Linked DNA regions of Ovis aries: region 2 is linked to region 1. Evidence: chromatin contacts called from public Hi-C data. All regions are on one chromosome and are shown on one strand. The core of a region is the stretch at or near the end of the contact, and the rest is flanking DNA. Distances in the headings are between cores, read along the strand shown. Region 1 overlaps WDR7 (WD repeat domain 7). Region 2 holds the start of ONECUT2 (one cut homeobox 2).

Region 1 (3,806 bases), core at 83-2,582:
ATGTCCTTTCCCATTGCATGTAGCTTCTGTTCTCCACACAGGGCTAGTTGAAGGTATTAATTTTCTTACTGTGATAGGGTGATCAACCGTCCTGTCAAGAAAATGGATCTCCATGTCACCCTTTAGCATGATTAAATGGAGCCATGTCTCTGTGAAAAAACACCAAATTTTCATGAGACAAATGAAACTGTAGGAAGATCTACTTTTCCAGAATTATTTTATTTTTTAACATCTCAGAATGTCCCATTTGGTTGTCTATTTGTAGGAAAACATTGCAGTTAATTGTGTATATCTTGTATTATTTAGGAGAGAACACAGGCAAAGCTAGTGATTTTCAATGTTTCCAAATATGAAAAAAAATTAAAGAATCAGAAATTGTTAGGTGGGTGTTAGAATAGTAGCGGGGATGGGCCTCTATCACCTTAGACATTTACTAATCAGTCAGTGTCTCTTTTAGGGGATCCTTCTCTTGTCCTGACTTCTGTCAGTGTTAACAAAGAGCTATCATCTTTTCAGATCTGAGTGCTGATAAAAATTAAATACCATGGAATTTCAGCATCAGTAGTGTTCACAGCCAGTTGGACAGCATTCTTATGAGCCTGTGCGGATGCCAAACTTTAAATTACACCAAGTAGGGTACTTGACAGCTAATTAAGATTTCCTATTTTGGCCACTTAGCAGAGGGCACCTGTTACGATTCTTGCTGCTAGCTAAAGAATAAAATCTACCCAGGGCAGTTTGAAAGAACATTAGTAAAACTTCCCCAAAGTATTAATTCCTTCTGGGACGAGTGAGAGTTAGGACAAGATTGAGGTAATTAAACAAAAGGAACCTAGCGAAGGTGGGGGCCCGGGGTGGAGGTGGAGCTCTCCAAATGCCCCTGTTGTTTCATTTCCTATGGAAGCCGCCCATGTGTGCCCCGCGCCCCCGCCCCCTCGGAGCCGCGGCCGCTGCGGAGGCTGACCGGCTGGGGTCAATGCCTTGCCTATTGATCAGTATCCCCGCAGCCCCCTGCTCCGGCAGCTGCTTCATTGGCTTCTTTCAGGCCCTGCTTCAGTACATTAGAATAGAAATCCATAACCAGAGCTGTGCTCATCCAGGCAGGGGAAGAAACTAAATTAAATGGTATAAAACAATCTTGGATCAGGAGTTTGTGCCAATTCATCTTGATCTAAGATGTCACACCGGGCTCTCTGTCTGAGCACCTGGGCTAGAGGCAGCCATAGTGAAAATAGATGGAGCCGCGATCATTCATTTGTCAGCTGAGGAGCCAGGCAGCGGTTAGCAATTCCCTTCTGCAGAGGTCAGCTGACAGAACAATCAGTGCAACTGCAGAATAGAGCTTTCCTTTGAACTATTGTTACGGAGCATGCTCTCGCCGAGACACGGGGGGAGGGGAGCTTGGTTGGCTTCCTGTTTCCAGAAGACTATGCAAAGAATAAAATACGTGCTCCTGGAATCCAGAGGCCGTGGCACCCAGCTCTTACTCCTCCTGTCTGTTCTTCCCCAGAAATAAAGTTGGCTTTAATTGCATGTACTGAGGTATAGATGATCAAACTATTACATATCACTTTGTCTGGAATTAGGGTCCATTTTCATCCTTCTAAACAGCAGAGGCTGGGATTATTGATTTCTCTTCCTGTTTAGTGTGGTTGAGCTTTTAGGGTGTCTTCCCCCTTTGGTTAGTATAAACTATCGCAGATCAGTCATACTTTGAATCTGTACTCACATGCGCATGCTAATACTTTTACTAACATTTCCTCTTTGTCTTAAAAAAAAATCAGAAAAAAGACCCATGAAGAAACCTAAGTGCGTACTACGGTATCTGATTAGAAGACATAGCTATGTTACAAAAATATTTCTAAACCTTTTAATTGAGACTTTTTATAAAAAATGTTAATTCATGAAATATGACTTAACATGGCTTTAGAAGTTATAAGTTTGTAACATTGGGGAATGTTATAAAGCAACCTGTGTGTGAGTTGAAATACACCAAACAAAATAAAGCAAATTAGGGAAATAACTAAAATTTTATGTGAAAGAATTAGAATAGTTTTAAAGATAAATCTGTTCTCTGTTGTCTCATATGTAAGACAGAGATATATAAGATTGGCAAATTTCCTAAATTAACTTTTTTTGGGGAAAAAGAAAAAAAACAGGCAAACAAACAGTAAAATGTATGTAACGTGCAGAAGCTAAGAAACTATAACAATGACAGGAACAAATCTTTTGTGTTCTCATATGCCCCAAACTTTTCTTGGACTCCAAATAAACAAAAACTATTCTTTGATGTTACCCCTTAATAACTAATCCCCCTTTTTTCCTTAAGTACTTTAATGCCACTTTCTTACTCAATGATTCCTGTGGGACTCTTAAATTCTTTATACTGACTTGCCATTTCCATTTCTTAGATTCAGCCCACATCCTATTCTGCCTTCAGCAGAGCTAAATAAATGGAATTTAAGTTTTCTAAGAAGCTTTGTGTTCTAGGTGTTGTGTTGTTGTTGTTGTTGTTGTTTAATTTCTAGAAAGAGCAGACCTATCTCTCTTGCAAGGGCTTAAAAAATTTTGTTTTACTTTTGTTTCAGTTAATTTGGATTTTTAAAAGAATTCAGAGCATGATATCTGATATCTTTCTGCAGTGTTTTCTATCAGCTACCCAGAGCTCACCATGGATCTAGAAGCCATCCACTTCTCTGCATCTCCTATCTGACATCTCAACAGCAAACCAACCTTAACCTGTGGCTTTCATTTCTGCAATACCCTCTTTATTGATCGCCTCATATCCAGCATTCTTCATACACACTCAGAATGGTTTTCTAAAACCCTAAGTTCCATTGTTCAAAGGACTGAACAATGGGAATATGACCAGTAGAGTCAGCTGTGATTTGCCCTCATTTTTCACCCTTCCCTTCGCGACTTCCAGCGTTCCAGCCCAGTTACCTATTCTTGCAGTAGAAATAAGCAAATTCCTGTATGCTTTAGGTTCTTACACATACTGTTCTCTTAGACCATGAAGTTCCTACTGGTTTTGTCACCGTTAACGTTTCTAATTCTGTTTAGTCGCCTTTAAGTTCAGTGGGGATGGGGACTTCGCTTTTCTTATGCCTATTCATTTATCTTAGTTCTTCCCATATGAATTTGTTAGTTCATATTTGCATAATGCCATGCATACACTAGATCCCCCATTCTTATATGATGAATGATTAACTGAAGGGATGAATTGTGAATTCCGATGCTCACTGTCCTCCACTTGATCATTGCATCAGCCATCTTTTGGTTCTACTTGACACCAATCTTCTTTTACCTCCCAGTCTACTTTCCCATCCTGGGGCTTCCCTGCTGGCTCAGTCGGTAAAGAGTCCACTTGCAATACAGGAGACCGCCTGTAATGCAAGAGAGACCTGGGTTTGGTCCCTGGGTCAGGAAATTCCTGAGGAGAAGGAAACAGCAACCCACTCGGACAGAGGAGCCTGGCAGGCTGCAGCCCATGGGGTCACAGTGATTCGGACACAACTTAGCGACTCAGCCACCACCATCACCTCCATGCTACTGTTATCATGATCTCTCTGACCATGAATCTCATGACACCAGCTTATACAGAAACTGGTCAACAGCGTTCCGTTAGCCTAACATTAAAGTTCTTCAGGTTGCTGTATGAAGACCTCTGGTGTTTGGTGCCCCTTAAACCCTCCCTATTCTCACCCCCTTGCCTTTCCTGCAGTAGTATAGAATAACTAAGAAATATTTTTGTCTCCACAAAGACAAAATAATTATCTAAAAGTATTCTGAAGTCCCTGTTGCTA
Region 2 (4,219 bases), core at 1,574-4,073, 510 kb after region 1:
TTTCTTGAACTGTAGAGGGAAAAAAATCAAAGCTATTTCAAAACATTTTTGAAAACTGTATTCAATATTAGTACTGATGTTCTTAAAATTAACTTCGAGTAGATACTAAATATTTTTCCTGTTTAAAAAGAAAGGGGGAAAACATGCAAACGTAATTCAGAAAAAAAAATTAGGATGCTGACTAAACACACACATTAATTTTTCTTTTCAATGGGTTGGGGGTTGAAATACAAAAACGTCAAACCACTATCAGAAAAACGACGTGAAAAATCTGCTTTAATCTAGCCCAATGAAATTATACACAAAGAAGCCAACACGATTTCATGATTTCCCAGAGATCGCCAATATTGATCGAGGGAAGAGGGGGAGGGAGGGGAGAGTGAGGAAGAGGCCAGAATATGCAACTCACCTTTCAGCTCCCCAGCACGTGACTGCTTCCAGGCACATGCAGACGCAATACCCAGGAGCAGATTTATCCTGGTAGCCTGGTAAATGAGTTTATCATTTTGAAATTTTATTTAAATGGCAGTTTATATGCGGAGACTTCTGAAACGGCGACAGTGCCTACTGAAGTCCCAGCCTGAGGTCACGGGCCACTCCTTGAGCCTGAAGCCAGGACAGGGGGGAGGCCGCCTTTGCTACTAGGGCACTCAGATTCCTCTCCTGCCCACTTTCAGTCTCTGAACACTCTTGGGCCAACTGGAGATTGCACTCTTATGTACTTTTGTTCAACTCGATGTGTATTTCAAACATTTACCTTTCAAGTTATCCCCAAATGTCCAGTCGCCATCTATAAGGTGGAGGGTGGGAAGAGAGATGGTAGCAGATGGTGAGAGAGAAAAGTCAGAGAAACAGAAAAATGAGGGATGCTACCTGTCTAGGACTGTGACATTAAAGATTTGAGCAGCTGAGCAAACTATACCTAGCAAATCAGGGGATCATCCACTTTCTTGCCCAGGCGTTGATAGCACAGAGAAGAGGCTATCTGAAAGAATAATTGGCAAGATTTGAGCCAGAACTCAATACAGTTGATCTGTAAATAGTGTCACCGAACATTCATGTGACGGGATGATGGGGGGGGGGGGGGGGGTGGCTCTGTATTTAGAATAGAGAGGAGGGCAGCCATAAAAGGTGACTGAGACTAAAAACTGTTTTCCAAATGAATAAAACCTTTCTCTAGCGCCAGGAAGGCATACAGTGTTCCAGACTGTGTTCTTGTTTTCTTATCAAGTTTTCTCTAACAGCTGGAAGTGGTTGGAGGGGGCTGTCTTAAGGAGACCCCCTGCTCTTCTTTTGACAGCTGATCAAAAGAAAATAGGTCACGCTTCTCAAACTTATGTCCACCCTGTCCTTAATTACTGTCTCTTTAAACAAAGGCAACATCTGCGCAACCTCAGCTAGCTTGAATCTTCGGAGGCAAACAGCGCAACCTGCTTTGGAAGAAGCAGTTACTTTTAAGGCTTTCCGTGCCGAGCGGCTCTCGGCCTTCTATCAGCCCTCCAACCCAACCCCGGGCCGCAGAAATCTGCCCCTTCTCTCTACGCGCGCTCCACTCCCAGTCGCCGACGGGGGTTAGTCAACAACGGAAATCCTGGGTACGTGAAGGTGCACTTTTCAAAGCTGCGACTTGCGAGCGTTCTGGATCTGACCAGGGCTCTGTTCTTTTCAAAAACAAGGCTTGGATATGCAGATCTGGGCTCCAGGTCTTCTACCCACAGCCGTAACCCCGGGCGTCCCTCTCCTAGGATTTGAGGGACGTGTGTGTGTGTGTGTAAAGATCGGTAATCTCCCGGACGGTTTACACACTCCCTGCACCCCGAAGTTTGCTCGCTAAAGGCACCGGCAACAAGCCTACTGTACACGGCCCCCAGCCCCAGCCTCTCCACCCCACCTCCCTACCCACTCCTTTCCAACTCGCTCCCGCAGCCAGCATATGGTCACCTTGAAACCGCAGCTCCTGGTGTTCCAGTTTTGTTTTGCAATCTAGCAGGGCCCTTCTGAAGGCTCATAACTAAGAGATTTATGGGCTCGCCGGGTAATTAAATGATGTGATCGTGTTAACTTTGCATGCATCACAGCGGCCCGCTCCGGGGCGGAAAGGGCGCCGGTTGTTCCCTTCGCCCCGTAGACTATGCACTCCCCAGTCTCGGGGATTTACCGTGCATTACAATACATTGGCAACTGCGTTTTTTAAAAAGCTGCATTACTGGCTCCCAGCTAGTGACCCTCGGGTAGTGGCTTGTTAGATGTGAGTTTGCGTTTAACAGCCGTACGCAGATGGCTTACTGGCCGCGAGAAAAGCTTTGGCGTGAAGCAAAGCCCTTTAGACCGGGTCATGGCAGCTCGGAAGAGACACAGAGCGGCATCTCCACCGTGATTTCTCCCCCTCGCCCGCACTCTCGCCTCTCTCTCCGCACCACCCTCCCCTCCCTTCCGTCCCTCCCCTTGACGTTTGGTTCCAGCGGCCAAGGAGGAAAAAAAAAGAGGCACAGAGCCGTCAGCCAAACCTGAACCGCGCGGCCCCGCCCCCTCCGCAGCCATTGGTCGAGACGCGCAGGAGGCCCGTCCCCCCGGGGGAAGCCGCGGCCGCCGAGTGGCTGCCCGGGACGCCCATCGGACACTGCCCCGCCCCGGGCCCGGGCGGGTTAGGTTGGCCGCCCCGGCGAGCGGCAGAGCCCTTCTGGACAGCTCCCGCTCGCGCAGACGGAGGACGGCGGCGCCGGAGCGGGCTCGGACATGGCGAGGCAGCGCGGCGGGGCCCGGTGACCCTCCCGCGCCCGCTCGCCTCCCGCACGCGCGCCCCGCCCGCCCCCGCCCCGGGCGCGCCCGCCCGCAGCCCGGGGCGCACACCCGCACGCGCGCTCCCCTGCGCACTCACACACACACACACACACACACACACACGCTCTCCCGAGCCCTCCGTCGCCGCCCGCAGCTGAGCTCCGCCACGCGCGCCTCGCCAGCCCGCCGGCCGCTCCCGCCGCCGCCGCCGCCGCTCCCGGGCCCCGATGGACTGAATGAAGGCTGCCTACACCGCCTATCGATGCCTCACCAAAGACCTAGAAGGCTGCGCCATGAACCCAGAGCTGACAATGGAAAGTCTGGGCACTTTGCACGGGCCGGCCGGCGGCGGCAGTGGCGGGGGCGGCGGCGGCGGGGGCGGCGGGGGCGGCGGCGGAGGCCCGGGCCATGAGCCGGAGCTGCTGGCCAGCCCCAGCCCCCACCACGCGGGCCGCGGCGCCGCCGGCTCGCTGCGGGGCCCTCCGCCGCCGCCCCCGCCGCCGCCGCCGCCAGCGGCGCACCAGGAGCTGGGCACGGCGGCCGCGGCCGCGGCCGCGGCGGCGTCGCGCTCGGCCATGGTCACTAGCATGGCCTCGATCCTGGACGGCGGCGACTACCGGCCCGAGCTGTCCATCCCGCTCCACCACGCCATGAGCATGTCCTGCGACTCGTCCCCGCCCGGCATGGGCATGAGCAACACCTACACCACGCTGACGCCGCTGCAGCCGCTGCCGCCCATCTCCACCGTGTCGGACAAGTTCCACCACCCGCACCACCACCACCCGCACCACCACCACCACCACCACCACCAGCAGCGCCTCTCGGGCAACGTCAGCGGCAGCTTCACGCTCCTGCGCGACGAGCGCGGGCTCCCGACCATGAACAACCTCTACAGCCCCTACAAGGAGATGCCGGGCATGGGCCAGAGCCTGTCCCCGCTGGCCGCCACCCCGCTGGGCAACGGGCTGGGCGGCCTCCACAACGCGCAGCAGAGCCTGCCCAACTATGGGCCCCCAGGCCCCGACAAGATGCTCAGCCCCAACTTCGACGCGCACCACACTGCCATGCTGACCCGCGGCGACCAGCACCTGTCCCGCGGCCTGGGCACCCCGCCCGCGGCCATGATGTCGCACCTCAACGGCCTGCACCACCCGGGCCACGCTCAGTCCCACGGGCCGGTGCTGGCGCCCAGTCGCGAGAGGCCACCCTCGTCGTCTTCGGGGTCGCAGGTGGCCACCTCCGGCCAGCTGGAGGAAATCAACACCAAAGAGGTGGCCCAGCGCATCACCGCCGAGCTGAAGCGCTACAGCATCCCACAGGCGATCTTCGCGCAGAGGGTGTTGTGCCGGTCTCAGGGGACTCTCTCCGACCTGCTCCGGAACCCCAAACCGTGGAGTAAACTCAAATCTGGCAGGGAGACCTTCCGCAGGATGTGGAA

The links. A called contact is a pair of places that touch in the nucleus more often than the background predicts.
Region 2: a contact with region 1 is called in a Hi-C map of hypothalamus, with 2.8 times the contacts expected there. The contact joins the promoter of ONECUT2 here to the enhancer-like site in region 1. A contact is called at or near these places in 2 of 16 Hi-C or Micro-C datasets (hypothalamus and tail adipose tissue).

The regions. Positions count from the first base shown.
Region 1 is chr23:56,519,494-56,523,299 of ARS-UI_Ramb_v3.0, forward strand. The region is part of intron 20 of WDR7 (WD repeat domain 7); the gene reads left to right. Among named protein-coding and RNA genes, the nearest start is that of WDR7, 200 kb to the left of the region's middle. Within about 2 kb of position 1,333, at least 11 of the 54 cell types and tissues checked have an H3K27ac peak or open chromatin away from gene starts, as enhancers often do. A contact at or near this core is called in hypothalamus, where this site is marked.
Region 2 is chr23:57,023,500-57,027,718 of ARS-UI_Ramb_v3.0, forward strand. It overlaps ONECUT2 (one cut homeobox 2), which reads left to right and starts at 2,824. Exons shown (of 2, transcript XM_004020671.6): 1 at 2,824-4,219. The coding sequence starts at 3,018.